3 separate regions of the Zea mays genome follow, and regions 1 and 2 are each linked to region 3. A link is a contact called in public Hi-C data. All regions are on one chromosome and are shown on one strand. The core of a region is the stretch at or near the end of the contact, and the rest is flanking DNA. Distances in the headings are between cores, read along the strand shown.

The links. A called contact is a pair of places that touch in the nucleus more often than the background predicts.
Region 1: a contact with region 3 is called in a Hi-C map of ear, with 2.3 times the contacts expected there. The contact joins the promoter of LOC103641962 here to the promoter of LOC732746 in region 3. A contact is called at or near these places in 2 of 25 Hi-C or Micro-C datasets (ear and tassel).
Region 2: a contact with region 3 is called in a Hi-C map of ear, with 3 times the contacts expected there. The contact joins the promoter of LOC100384402 here to the promoter of LOC732746 in region 3. A contact is called at or near these places in 2 of 25 Hi-C or Micro-C datasets (ear and endosperm).

Annotation. Positions count from the first base shown.
Region 1 is chr1:191,510,167-191,514,708 of Zm-B73-REFERENCE-NAM-5.0, reverse strand. It overlaps LOC103641962 (calcium-binding protein PBP1), which reads left to right and starts at 1,604. Exons shown (of 1, transcript XM_008665263.4): 1 at 1,604-2,610. The coding sequence starts at 1,918. The coding sequence ends at 2,250. LOC100279847 (frataxin) reads right to left here. Exons shown (of 5, transcript NM_001152800.1): 1 at 4,241-4,542; 2 at 3,468-3,540; 3 at 3,324-3,371; 4 at 3,121-3,215; 5 at 2,406-2,692. The coding sequence starts at 4,497. The coding sequence ends at 2,566.
Region 2 is chr1:191,570,256-191,574,433 of Zm-B73-REFERENCE-NAM-5.0, reverse strand. LOC100384402 (P-loop containing nucleoside triphosphate hydrolase superfamily protein) reads right to left here and starts at 2,598. Exons shown (of 5, transcript NM_001176944.1): 1 at 1,740-2,598; 2 at 1,392-1,645; 3 at 419-598; 4 at 89-244; 5 at 1-3. The coding sequence starts at 1,806.
Region 3 is chr1:191,354,833-191,358,926 of Zm-B73-REFERENCE-NAM-5.0, reverse strand. It overlaps LOC732746 (beta-1,2-xylosyltransferase), which reads right to left and starts at 2,740. Exons shown (of 3, transcript NM_001112375.2): 1 at 1,749-2,740; 2 at 956-1,105; 3 at 1-390. The coding sequence starts at 2,423.

The sequences.
Region 1 (4,542 bases), core at 355-2,854, 160 kb before region 3:
CTCTCCAAGCTCACTTACTACCATTGCACAATGCGTAGTAGTAGATAAGTATCACCGATATTCTTGAATTATATTTTTGGATGGAGGTAATATTATTTAAAGAAGAGCTTTGCATGCTATTTCTTTTGTTTGAATAATGCATCATACTTAAATTCCCTTTTTTGCATGTGTGAAATTTTTTCTTCGTAATATTTTTTCCCATGGATCAGACTTGTGAGTCATTTTCATAAACCAACGCCAAGCATGAATCCATGTTTCCTACTTCAAACCCCGAACAAACTCCATGAGCAGGAGGCATTCGCGTTGTCGTCGCTCATCGATGACGAGAAGAAGTTTGACGACTGTCAGTTCGACCTCTAAAAGCAGTCTTACGTGGTCGCATGCGCCGCTGTGTATGACAAGCTCCCGCGAAGCCGCCGCTTGGACGCGGTCCAGAGCAGCTGCACCGCGCTGTTCATCGTTAAGCAGGGGGGCCTCATGGTTGTCGCCAACGTTGACGACTCTCGGGTTGTTCTAGACACCGCATCCGACGACGACGCCATCACGCCGTCCAGCTCATCGTCCACCTGAAGCCTAACCTGCCACGTAAGTCGCTACTGGCCGGACATGAATTCTTGTGCGCTGGGACGATGGACGTTGCTAACGTTGTGTGAGTGTCCTCGAACATGATGTATGTAGTGGAATAGCGCATTCGGTGGTGCAACGGCCAGGGGTACTACCTCGCTGATGAGCACGGGGTGCACTTCGTTTGGCAACCGAACTAAGAGTCATCGGTACTCGTCATGTCACGTGCGTTCGACAACTACTATATCGAGGATTGTGGCGTCATCTTGACGCCGGAGGTGACACAGAGGAGGATCGACAACAGTGACCAGTTCGTCATTCTCGCCACCGTCAGGGTAGCTTTTGTGCCGGCCTGCCTTTAATTCTCTTCGCGAACACATACGCACTTACCTTTTTGTTTAAGCAAGAGCATATGGTGGTACGTGTCTGATGACTAACGATGTACGAGGGAATTTTTCCGGCATGTGTGGAACGTGCTCGTGCTCTCCAATGATGAGACCATACAAATCGTGGCATATATCGAAGTCTGTATGATACTGATGGTTGCAATGTAGTGGTGAAATAACTAGATTAAAATAACAAAATTTATGTATGGCTAGGATCACAAATTGATTATGAAACATTTTCTCATAACAATATAACACAGATTTTGTATATAAGTTATCGTAGTATACTGGTATTATATATTTCTGTTGCAACGCACGGGCATCCAGCTAGTATGAGATATGATAGTGGACGGAATAGTGGATCTGCGGAGATAGCTAGTCTCCTGTCTGTTTTGGCAGTCATACGGTACGACACAGCAACCGCAGCACGGATGCTCCCATTTTCTTACCACCTTGCCCATTTGTCAACTAGTATATCATCAGCCACCTGCTTCTATTTTCTTGTGTGGTCAGGTTCTTGCTCATTTATCAACTCCACCTTGATCCTGCTTGTGTTCATACATACAAGCAAGCATTTCCAATCACTACCCTTATCCATCCATTTTTCTTAGGCCTTGTTCGGTTATCCCGTTACCATGGATTAGATAGGATTGAAAAAAATTAAGAAGAAGTTTGACTTGTTTGGAATTTAAACATACTCAATCTCACTTAATCTATATGGATTGAGAGCTAACCGAACGAGTCTTTATGTGGTAAAAAAGAAAGGGAAGAAGCCAGATAGACATGTCCAAGCAACCAGCCAGCTACTTCGCAGAAACGAACTGCTCCCGATTCCAAGAACTTCCTCCTCCCCTGCTGCTATAAATAAACACCAGCCTCCTTCGTTACCCACGCACGCATAACTTTTGCCAACCATTGCCCTGATCTTCAATCCTCATCACGACTTCGCGGGCGGGATAACTCCAGCATGGAATCCGACAAGGGCTCCTCCGTGCAGTTTCAGGACTTCCTGCCACTGATGGCGAGGAAGCTGGGCGTGGAGGGCCTGATCCAGGAGCTCTGCAAGGGGTTCCAGCTGCTCATGGAGCCCAGGGCAGGAAAGATCACCATCTGGAGCTTGAAGCAGAGCGCGGCCAGGCTCGGGCTTGGCCAGCTCCAGGATGATGAGCTCCTGGAGATGATGAAAGAAGGCGACCTGGACGAGGACGGGGCACTGGATCAGATGGAGTTCTGCATCCTCATGGTCAGATTGAGCCCTGACCTGATGGAAGAAGAGGCATACATGATGTTTCAGCATTGATGTGATTTGATCCTTGTTGCTTGGCACAACAGAATATAGTGTGATATCTGGTCATCTTGCAATGTGATATTGCATCCAGAAACACTAATGTAGTCTGACAGGCTGACAGTGATCGGAATTCGGTACTTACAAAAGCTGAAAAATACTCCCACCATTTCCGAATAATACTGTTCCCCGCTACCAGAGAGGGGAAGTTATTTATTCCAAACCATGTGCAAATGTGTAGAACAAAAAAAAAGTTTTGTGTACTACACTTCGACATTCAGAGCACTGCTCTCCATACAACCTAGCTGTGTGGCATTTCCAGTACTGTTACTAAAGTTCTACTGGAGTACCACAGAGCTCACCAATCTCCTTCTCCAGAAGCCGCACAAGGTTCACTCCAGTCCTCTTGTATATCCAACCATTAGCTGTTGCATCCCAATCAAACCTAGAAGGCCCACTGCATATCCGGATAGTACCTTTATATAAGATGAAAATGGCATACAAGTTCTGCAAAGCGCTCTTGGGTATTGTACAACATACCCACACATGAGTCTATTTGATTGGAAAATGGAAACCAAAGAATGATTAAGTTTCGCAACAACATCATAAGGCAAATAACCATATCGAATAAACTGAACCACAAATCACAGAGGGTGGACATATACAATATTCGAAAAATGACATCTACTGAGTACTCCCAAGTCCTTACACAGTGACAGGTTCACGATACTAGTAAAATTAACTAATAGTGTAATACAATATGCATCTACCTTGAGAAAGGAGGATAATATAGCATGGCAGACAAGACGATTGGAATCAAGTTCAGGTGTCTATTACATATAATGAAACAAACAACAACTGATACACTAAGATGCATTACTGTACCTCACAGGAGAAGATAGCCAAATTTGTTTGTTTGGAGTTTGCTTGTTTATAACATATGTCCCCAAATCCCCAAGCCTTAATGTCAAAACCTGATTCTAAAATGCCCAAGGAAAAAAAAAGGACACATCAATAATCAAATACACAAAAAAGAAAACACATACTGGCAAAGATTGCATGATTCTACGTCACGTGTTACAACTAACCCCGTACTCTATGTCGAAACCATCCATCTGAATGGAGTCACCATACTCCTAAAAAAATACATGAAGAATAGAATTAGTCAGAGGTATGATGACTTAACATGTTGTTCGAGATATCTGAAGGCCATAACAAAGAGGATTCAATACCTCAAGTTTTTCAAGCAAATCATGAATCGTCTCATCTGCTAATTTGTGAAACTCATCCTCTTGCATTGCTAACCTGTTCAATGTATACAATCATAATCACCGACTACCCCATGCAGCAAAAACTATATAACAAAAGTTCAAATAACCAAACTATAAAGCAAAAAAACAGTTAAACATACTGAAGATCAAATTTTATTCTATGCATTGTTGCAATCAACTAATATCAGTAGTTAGCCAAACTTTCTACATTTCAGTTTGTTGATTCAAGCAAGTGTAGTCTCTTCTAAAGACCTATTATCCAGTGCCACTATTTGGCAAATTACAGAATGTTTGGAGTACCTAATTTAGGGTTGCCTGGTTGACACAGGGGGAGACAACAAAGGTTCTTAGTCCCAAGCAAGTTGGGACTTGTAAAGAATGTCAAAATGACTCAAATCTAAACAAAAATTGCTCTATCAAACATCCTACACGTATGCTCGATTGGTTTTCTAATTTGCTCTATTCCTACCATTCATACTTGAAAAAAAAGACAGACCCAGCCCAGTGCCATAAGCTCCACATGAGTGGGCTCTGAGGAAGAGATAAACCGAGGCAAGCCTTTCCCCCACAAATGCAGAGAGGCTACTTCGAACCCGCGAACTGGTGACTCGGTGAGACAACTCTCACCACTACATCGGGCCTGCCCTTTCCATTCATACTTGAAAGCAATCAAAATTACACAAAGAATGCATTAATGGATCAACGTGCTAAGACTGCAAGGTCAAGAAACAAACTTGTGATCCACTGCAGATGGGCTAGAGCCAGACACATCTCCTGTAGACTGCATCACAGGCTGCGTCGACGAGATGGCCCTTGAAGATAAGATAAAAGGAGCTGAAGACCTGTCCGATAACCGCGCCATTGCAGCAGCCACCATTAGGGACCGAGAAGTGGTAGCTTCAGGGAGACTGGTGGCCCAGAATAGTTGCTGAGTGCGGGATTGTAGCTGCCTCCTGGCTGTGAGGCCCACGAGAAGCTTACGCGATGCCATGGCTACCTGTGTGTGTGTGCCTATGCACCAACCTATGACACTCAG
Region 2 (4,178 bases), core at 1,349-3,848, 220 kb before region 3:
CATCTGAAGACAGGAACAACAAGCTGGTCAGGAAAATGAGGAGTGTGTTTTAGCCTCAACAGAACGATACGGAACAACAGCGCCTCACCGTGCGATTGCTGACAACATCCTCGTAGTACAGGACAACGTGCCTGGTGTTCTTGAAATTCACCAGAGCATCAGCTGCCAACTTATCAGACCGTTTTAGTTCAGTAATCAATGTTTTTTTGTCAATGGTTGGCTTATATTGAGCAAGGATTTCAGCCTGCACAAAGGGGAAAAAAAGGATCAACAGGATTTTCTTTTACTCGACACACATCTGCACCATTTTAGCAGATAGAAGTTGCAGTCATATATGTTTAATATACTTATGATAGCAAAATATGCATGCTTAAATAAAATCTGACTTAGTTCTGGAACATAAGGGAAAGATGTGCACCTCATGTTTGGAGTGCACATGAGCTTTATGAGTTCCATTCAACTGTTTCATGGCACTATCATGAGCATTTGCTAATATAGAGACGTAACGCCGAAGAAGATTTCTTCTTAGTAGAAAAATTGCGGAAACACCCCTTCGGTTGAAGTATTCAACTATCTCTTGATGGTGCTTCATTAGACCCTATAATTTTCACTAGAATAAGCATATCACTAGATAAAACAGATCAAGGAAGCTGAATATATCTTTGGAAATTAGCCGCACAAACAATCGTGATACAAAGAATAGTTCTATGTGCAAATCATGAAATCAGTAGATCTTTTGAAATAAGCATATATACCAAGAATCACCCTAGATAATGAGTCCTTCAACCTGATCTATAACTTTGTGGCAGAAGTTTCTATAGAACACAAAGGGTCGTATCTATCAGTACCCATTATCTAGAATAAACACCTTCAGTACAACAATCATCTGTGTAAAGTTCAAGCAAACAAGTTTTGAAACCGGAGGGGGGGGGGGGGGTAATGATGGAGAGATGATAAAATCATTGTTTATTTAGTTTAGCTCCGCTCCCTATAGTATTTTAACAGATCGTTTAACACTTGCAGGCAAGCAATTTTCCATGTAAATAAAATTGGCAATCTTGATGGAGACAGTGCATCAAAACTTGATAGTCTTATTTCCTCGGTTTTCAGATAGTCCATAAGTAATCAAACAAAGTTCCACTTAAGGAAACACACAGGTATGTTATAAGAAACGGAACTATGTTGGAATTGCAAGATAATCATGGTATATTCGATTAAGTTTCAAAAAGGAAAAATGTAACAGTAAATACAATTTGTTCCACAATATAAAACTATTCTCGAAGAATGGTTTTAGAGTATAAATAACCAAGATGAAAAATGTTCTGTGAAATCAAATTATCACGTGAGCAAGTTTTTGCTCCACCTGCGAGTGTGATGAATACAAGAATTACCTGATTGAGCATCCATTTCAGCCCCACGGCAGCCGTACATTCGTTCTTAGCAGCACTGCTATACCAATCCAGATTGTACAATCTGTCCAGTGTTTTCGTGATCGCGGTGATATTGCTGCGTCTTTCTTTGACAGAGAAGATCTCTCCATTGGAGCTAATATTAGGATGGCTATTCAACAACGTCTCAACCCATCCACTCCCGGACCTCTGCATTGACAAGATAGCAAAGAACCTAACCCCTGTGCACGCACATTCTTTCCTAACAGACAAAGAACATGCAAGTCAGACACTAACCTGGAAATAAATAGAAAAAGGAAAATCACATGACCCAGTATATATCTTCATTACCTATCATAAGTATTTGGCATCGGGTAGTGCAAGTAAGGGATTTCTGTGTCTGGAATACTGGGATCATGACAAGGCTTCTCCCTTTCCTTTTCTATCAAATTTGTCTGCATCAGCCCGAAAAGCATCCCATTTTGCTTTAGAGACAACGAGAAGATGTACACAGCGACTAACATTATCAGGCCCAATATGCCTATCCATAAGGCCAGTGGGTATCGCTTTGCCGGCTTTGTGCTTACAGCTGCTGTATCCTGCAATTGAAAAAAAAAGGACACTGACATTTCATGAAATGCCACGTGAAGGGACAATGAATTATCATTTGGGGATTCGCTCACAGCAATCAAATTTGGTCTCGTTTCTAATTCAGGCAGATAAATCAACAGGAACATGGAACGGCAAAGTAATTCTTGAGATCCTTTCGCGCGTCTCGTTAGAACAATTAGCAGGATGCTAGCGCGGGTGGCTACTGCTAGCTGGTAATGGTCTCCTAACCACAAACAACGACGGGGAAACAGAAGACCGACAGCGGGGGGCAGAGATACCGTTGGCCTGACGCTAGCGGCGACGCCTCCGAGATCCGCCGCCGCCGCCGCCCTGTCCCGCTCTCTCCCTGCCTCTTGCATCGGAGAATACCATCAGCGACGAGTCCACCCCGCGCTCCAAATCCACCGCAACCCCTCGGTCCAATAGCCCGAGCGCGGGACGCGGGTCGAGGAGTCCCTTCTCATCCTCTCTTTCTCTGTCCGTCCTCCGAGGCGAGAGAGCCGGGCAAAGATGGAGGGGGGACCGCGCGAGGCGGCTCGGCGATGGGTTGGGTAGCCCAAGGCCCGCGGAGGAAGGCGAGCGGCTCGCCGCGGGAATGTAGCATCGATCGGGCCAGAGAAAGCTGGAGCGGGAGTGGAGGAGAACCCCGCCCACCTACTCCGCTCATCTGCTGGGGAGGGTTCCGTTCGCGTTTGTCCTTACGTGGTCGTGGCTGACGGGATGGGGGCAAAAGCAAAACCACAAAACGGAGCGCGATGACGCGCGAAGCGATCGGAACAGTTCATCGGTCGTCACCTACATCAGTCAGTGATGAAGTGTGCAAAGTTTACATATGAACGTGAGACATTTTCTTGGCCACATTGTCCGGAACCTCGACCACATGTAACCCTTTGAATTGAATGGATAACAACGACAACGATCAATATACCACCTCATATTTCAAACTTCATCTTATAAATAATGTAGTATTAAATATAACATCAATCTATATAATATCTCCTATTTCAAACTTTACCGTATAATTTATAATGCAAAACAATATTTTGTACAATTATATACACGATCACGATCCACTGCGGACGGACTTTGATGATCCTTTCGGTCCATATTTTCATAATGATGCTTATATATGTAGACCTCATGTGGTACATCTTCTCGATAAAGATCAGTGTGTATGCACGTATCTTAGTGGTTATCTTATCTTCGGTACCCATTATGGGGACACACAGCCTAGTTCGAACTTGAAAACGTATCCATGGATGCAAGGTGATCAGAAACCAGGTTGTGGATGAGGAAGTAGCCTACCACTTTTCATGTGATACATGCTAGTACGTTTATTTATAAACCTCTTCGAATGTAATTAAGATCAGTTTTTACTTGAAAGAATAAAGATGCATTATATTTCAGGGTGGTTGGAGTAGTAGAGAGTAGATGCTAGAGTGTAGTTCTTTAATACCAGATTTACGTGTGGCTCCTTTAGTCCACGTAAGTGTAACATTGTCTGATCAATAAAATAGAGGATAGGATTGTCTGCAGCGGTGTCCTCAAAATTTCTCCTATAAAAAACTCTTAACCTTGAAGACGATGTGGTCTTAGCGCTGGTCGCCCCCGGCGTCTTTCGGCGCGCCATCCCTTGGCGCCCCCTGCTCGTGGCCATGGGGGCCCCCTGGTGGGTTCGTCTGCTTCGTCCTTGGATTTCTCCGACGGTCTCCGCTTTCAGGATTGGATTTTCAACAAGTTTAACCGTCCGATCAACCCCATCCCGGTTAAATTTGATCGTCATGAGTTCTTTTTGGTCGTCTCCTTTGGCAGATGCTCCATGCGTTTGTGCCCGGATTCTGTGGGCCTTCTGCTTCAATCGTTTGTTGGTGGCGAGGCTGGTTTATTCAGAGTTTCTCAGTTGGCGGACCGAGTGTTTCGCTTTTCGATCTCTTGCAAAGTTGTTGGTTTTGCAGTTTATCATCTTCGCTCCTACTCTTGCTCCGTAATCAAGGCGTACCTGCACCTGTGGAATTCTGGCGGCCCTAATTAGTTTATTGAGTGGCAACGTTATTCTGCGGAGGAATCCAATTCCTGGAAACTGGTTTCTCATCGCCGTTCTTCTCCGGCCCCGAATGTGAATATGTCTCGTAATCCAGCTCTGACAGGTGCAAATTTGGTTCCTTTAGGACATCGACA
Region 3 (4,094 bases), core at 1,491-3,990:
TGCATCATACACCTCCTGCTCATTGCTTAGTCTCGATTCAACCTTACCACTGTGGCGCGGGTGGGCCAGGTAGTCTTCTCGTCGAACAAAGAGAACATTGAGTCCATTCGATTTTTTGGATGACATGATGTCATCCTGCAGAAGATCAAAAGAAGCTACAATCATTTCCCCGAATTCAGATAACCGTGCAGTTTTTTCATAGTCTGGTTTTTCTCGGAGTGAATCTACGGAGGCACCTTCACAGCTGAAGCTCTCGCTAAGACCCTTAAACATGGCAGTCTCATAGCCCAATGGTGAAAGAATGGCATGTCGGAAACAAACAGGAACAGTGAAGTTCTTAGCATATGTCACACTTGAGAAAAGTGCTTCCCATGTTTCCTCTAATTGTGCCTGTGGAAATCAGATCACATCTGTCACTTGACAAGAATATTCAAGAGAGGGAAAAGAAACACAAATCATTGTATAAATAAATAAGTTGGCTGCTACCTAGCAATAGAATATCATATTAAGTCATGCTAAATCTGAAATAAAATGGCATAATGGAGGAAAAATATAATCTGGAAGCCAGGCATACATTCAAGGATGGGTACAATGCAAAAAAAACAAAAAAAATGGATGAAGCATCAAGGCTAGCTGCCAAAAATATAACAGGGGGCGCTATTTGACTAAAATGTAGAACAAAGAAACTGACAGATCGGGTTACAATCAAGAACTGCTTCTGATTGCAATTGTTCTCCAAACATGAGGAAAATATGGCAGAATAAATGAGGAAAAAACAGGAAGATCACTATGCTGTGTTATCATTGCACGATACAAACAAAAGATCAAGCATACAAAAATGTGACCGCCTGTTGTTTACCCCAGTAATAGCTGAAGAAACAGACTTGTTGCTCATAACTCAAGCAACAAACAGAATGAAGTGAACCAGTAACAAAGTACACAGCGCATCACATACCTTGCAATGGCCATCCAAGAATACAACATTAGGACGGTTTGGTAAATTCGTGACTCTGGAACTAACATATGCACTGTACCAGTCCGTAATTGTGTGGAAAAGGTTCGCATATTCGAAACGAGTGACCAGAAGTGTCGGTTCTTCAACCCACTGCAATAACAAGTTTGATAATACAGTTAAGAAGGGAGTACTGAATTCCAGAGATGAAGGAATGTAAGAAGAAACATAAATAAAAAATTGCATGAGAAACCTCTAATCCAATAAGAGCCTAAAAAGCTACACTTTTGAGTCTCAGAAAGGTATGACCAAGGACGCTCATTTTGTTCAATGATACAGATAGAATATATATCTAGCTATTCTGACAAAACTGGAACATTGCAATCAACTCACATTCAAAGTAACTGAAATAATTATATGATAGAATCACCAGATAACTGCAGCATTAATTGAACAAATTCATACGAAACCAAATAACCAAAAACAGAGTCTATATACTACTAGTACTATACTCCCACGATGTTCTATTTTGGATATAAATTGGACGCAGACATCATTCTTAGATCCTATTTCTTCTCGTAGTCTTCTTAAAACACAAACAAATATCCATACGATGGCTCAGTATATCCAGCATGAGGGCTGGATCAAACAGACTTTCATTAAATACTCCTATTCGAACACTGAGCTGACTCTACTCTTCCTAATTACTGGATTTCAGAAATTAATTAACAAACCACTTGTCATCAATGAGCAAGTCAACTGCTACTCTGCTAGTAGATAGCAAGGCAAACAGTACCTGGGAGCAGTGCAGCTCACCGGGTGGCACAACGCGCGTCGACTCGAGCAGCGCCCTCATAGTGTGCATCCCGATCCCGCCGGTGGGTACGTAGTCGTTGAGGAACCCTGCGTCCACCAGGGGCACCGGCATACCCGCCGCCGGCCCCTCCACCTGCAGCGCGCCGGGCTCGTACTTGGGTAGCTCCTCCTCCTCGGCGCGGCCCATCACCTGCTCCAGCGGCTCCCCGCCGCGCGACATCGCGATGAGCGCCGGGTCAAGCCGAACCCTGGCGCCCTCGCAGATCGAGCTTCCCAGCGTCTCGCTGTGGTGGCACCGGAACCAGCCGCCGCCGCCGCTGCCGCGGCCCGCGGGCAGGACGTCCACGCGGCGGGAGAAGCCGTTGCCGAAGTAGGCCTCGCAGGTGTGCAGCGGCGGCGGCGGCACGGCGCTGGACACCCAGGGCAGGAAGGAGGGGAGGCGCGGCCACGGCTTCTGCGAGGACGACGGCGCCAGGACACCGTCACGGGCTTCAGTCCTGGGGGTGGGGTCCGGCGGCGACTGGTGGTGGGAATGGGACTGGAGGAGGAGGTAGATCGCGAAGGAGGCGGCGTAGACGGCGACGAGGAGGAGGAGGAGCCGCGGGATGAGGCGGCGGAGGCGGTTTCTGTGGCCATGAGCTCTGCCAGCCATCATCGCCGCCGGCGAGCCGCTGTGGTCTCGCACTCTCGCGCAGATCGAGGGGTGTCGCCGCGAGGGACACTGGGCATGCCCAGATCGCGGCGGGGAAAGTAGCCGGTGTGTTTGGTTGGTCGGATCGGACGGTTGTCGTGTCAAGTCGTTGTACTATGGACGGTCCACATGCTCTGTCCCTGACCCTCACTCCTCGTCTTCTCCCCTGCAACGAGGGAGACGTCGGCGATCTCGCCGAGGCGGCCGGAGGCCGCCGGTGGAATCGTCACGTTGTAGTTGGGGTGGGATGACTGGCATCCGCTGGACGACCGAGGCGGGACATGGTGCTCGCAATTGGCGAGATGAGCTATGCAGGCAGCAATTGCAGCGCGGCGTGCCTGACATGGCCAAGGTGCGACTCAATCAGTGCCGGTGCCGGCCGACCATCTCTAAAATTCTCTGTTGTTTGAGTACAGTGGCGGATGACCTAGAAAAATTTAGATATAACTCTATACCTTATAATATTTAACACACAACCATTTAAATTATAGAATAAAAATATACAACATATATATATATAGAAGGGAATATTGTCTAAAACATGAATAAATTTCTAAGAAACATGTACGATAATATATAATACAAATAATTTTGCTATATAAGTCTTGGAGATCTAGGTAATTGTATTTATCTATCCTTCTTCTGAAATGCCTTTTTAATATTTGAAATGTGAGTTATAAATTATAAGATTTGTAACCATTATCATCTTTCTCAAGTAAATGCTTTCTTAGTTAGGTGTGATTTAGATTATTCTTAGCCATAATGGCCTCTCTGCCCCTGTCTGAGCCCCACATTGGTCGTTAATAACTAGTATCCTAGGCGACGAGATGCCGGTGAGTCACACACTACCCGAATCTAACTAATCTATGGCTAAAAACCATCATAAATAAGGTAAACCATCATAAATAGTTATTTATATTGATTTTTATTTTTATTTACATTGGTTACAGGCCATAACTAATAAAGCGTTGTAAATAGACTTATTTACGTCGGCTACAATCGGCAAGCGTAAATTACTTATTTACGTTGGTTGTTGTATGGCTGACGTAATGACGGTGTCTTATTTACGTCGGTTGTTGCCTAACCGACATAAATAACATTATCTTATTTATGTCGGTTCTTTTAACCATCACCATCAGAATTAGGAAGAGTAATAGAGAGGAGGGAAGGAGAAAGTCAGTGGTGTTTCACCTTGTGTCCGATGTGTTACCTACCTTTCACTTGTGTGTGCTACAATCTGCAACCAGCGTGGCCAATAGAATCCGGTGGATGCGAACACGTGTGGGGGTGAGCAGGCAGAGGCGACTGAGACGAGAGCGACCGAACGGTGGTGGCGAGCAGGGGGCGGCGACGAGAAGACGGTGGTGGGCGCGGCAAGGAGATGGCTATGGGTGGAGGGGGCGAGCATGCAACACCTGCTACGACAAAATGACAAGAAAAGCAGAAGTGGCGTAGAAGTGAGGGAATAGTTAGAAAAGGGTTTATGACTAATATACGTCAGTTATAACAACAAATGTAACTCAAAGCCTAATCTACATCGATTTCTTTCCACCTACGTAAATAATTTTATTTACGCATGAACTTTATATATAAATAATTAATTATTTATGTCGGTTAAGTTATAGCCGACATAAA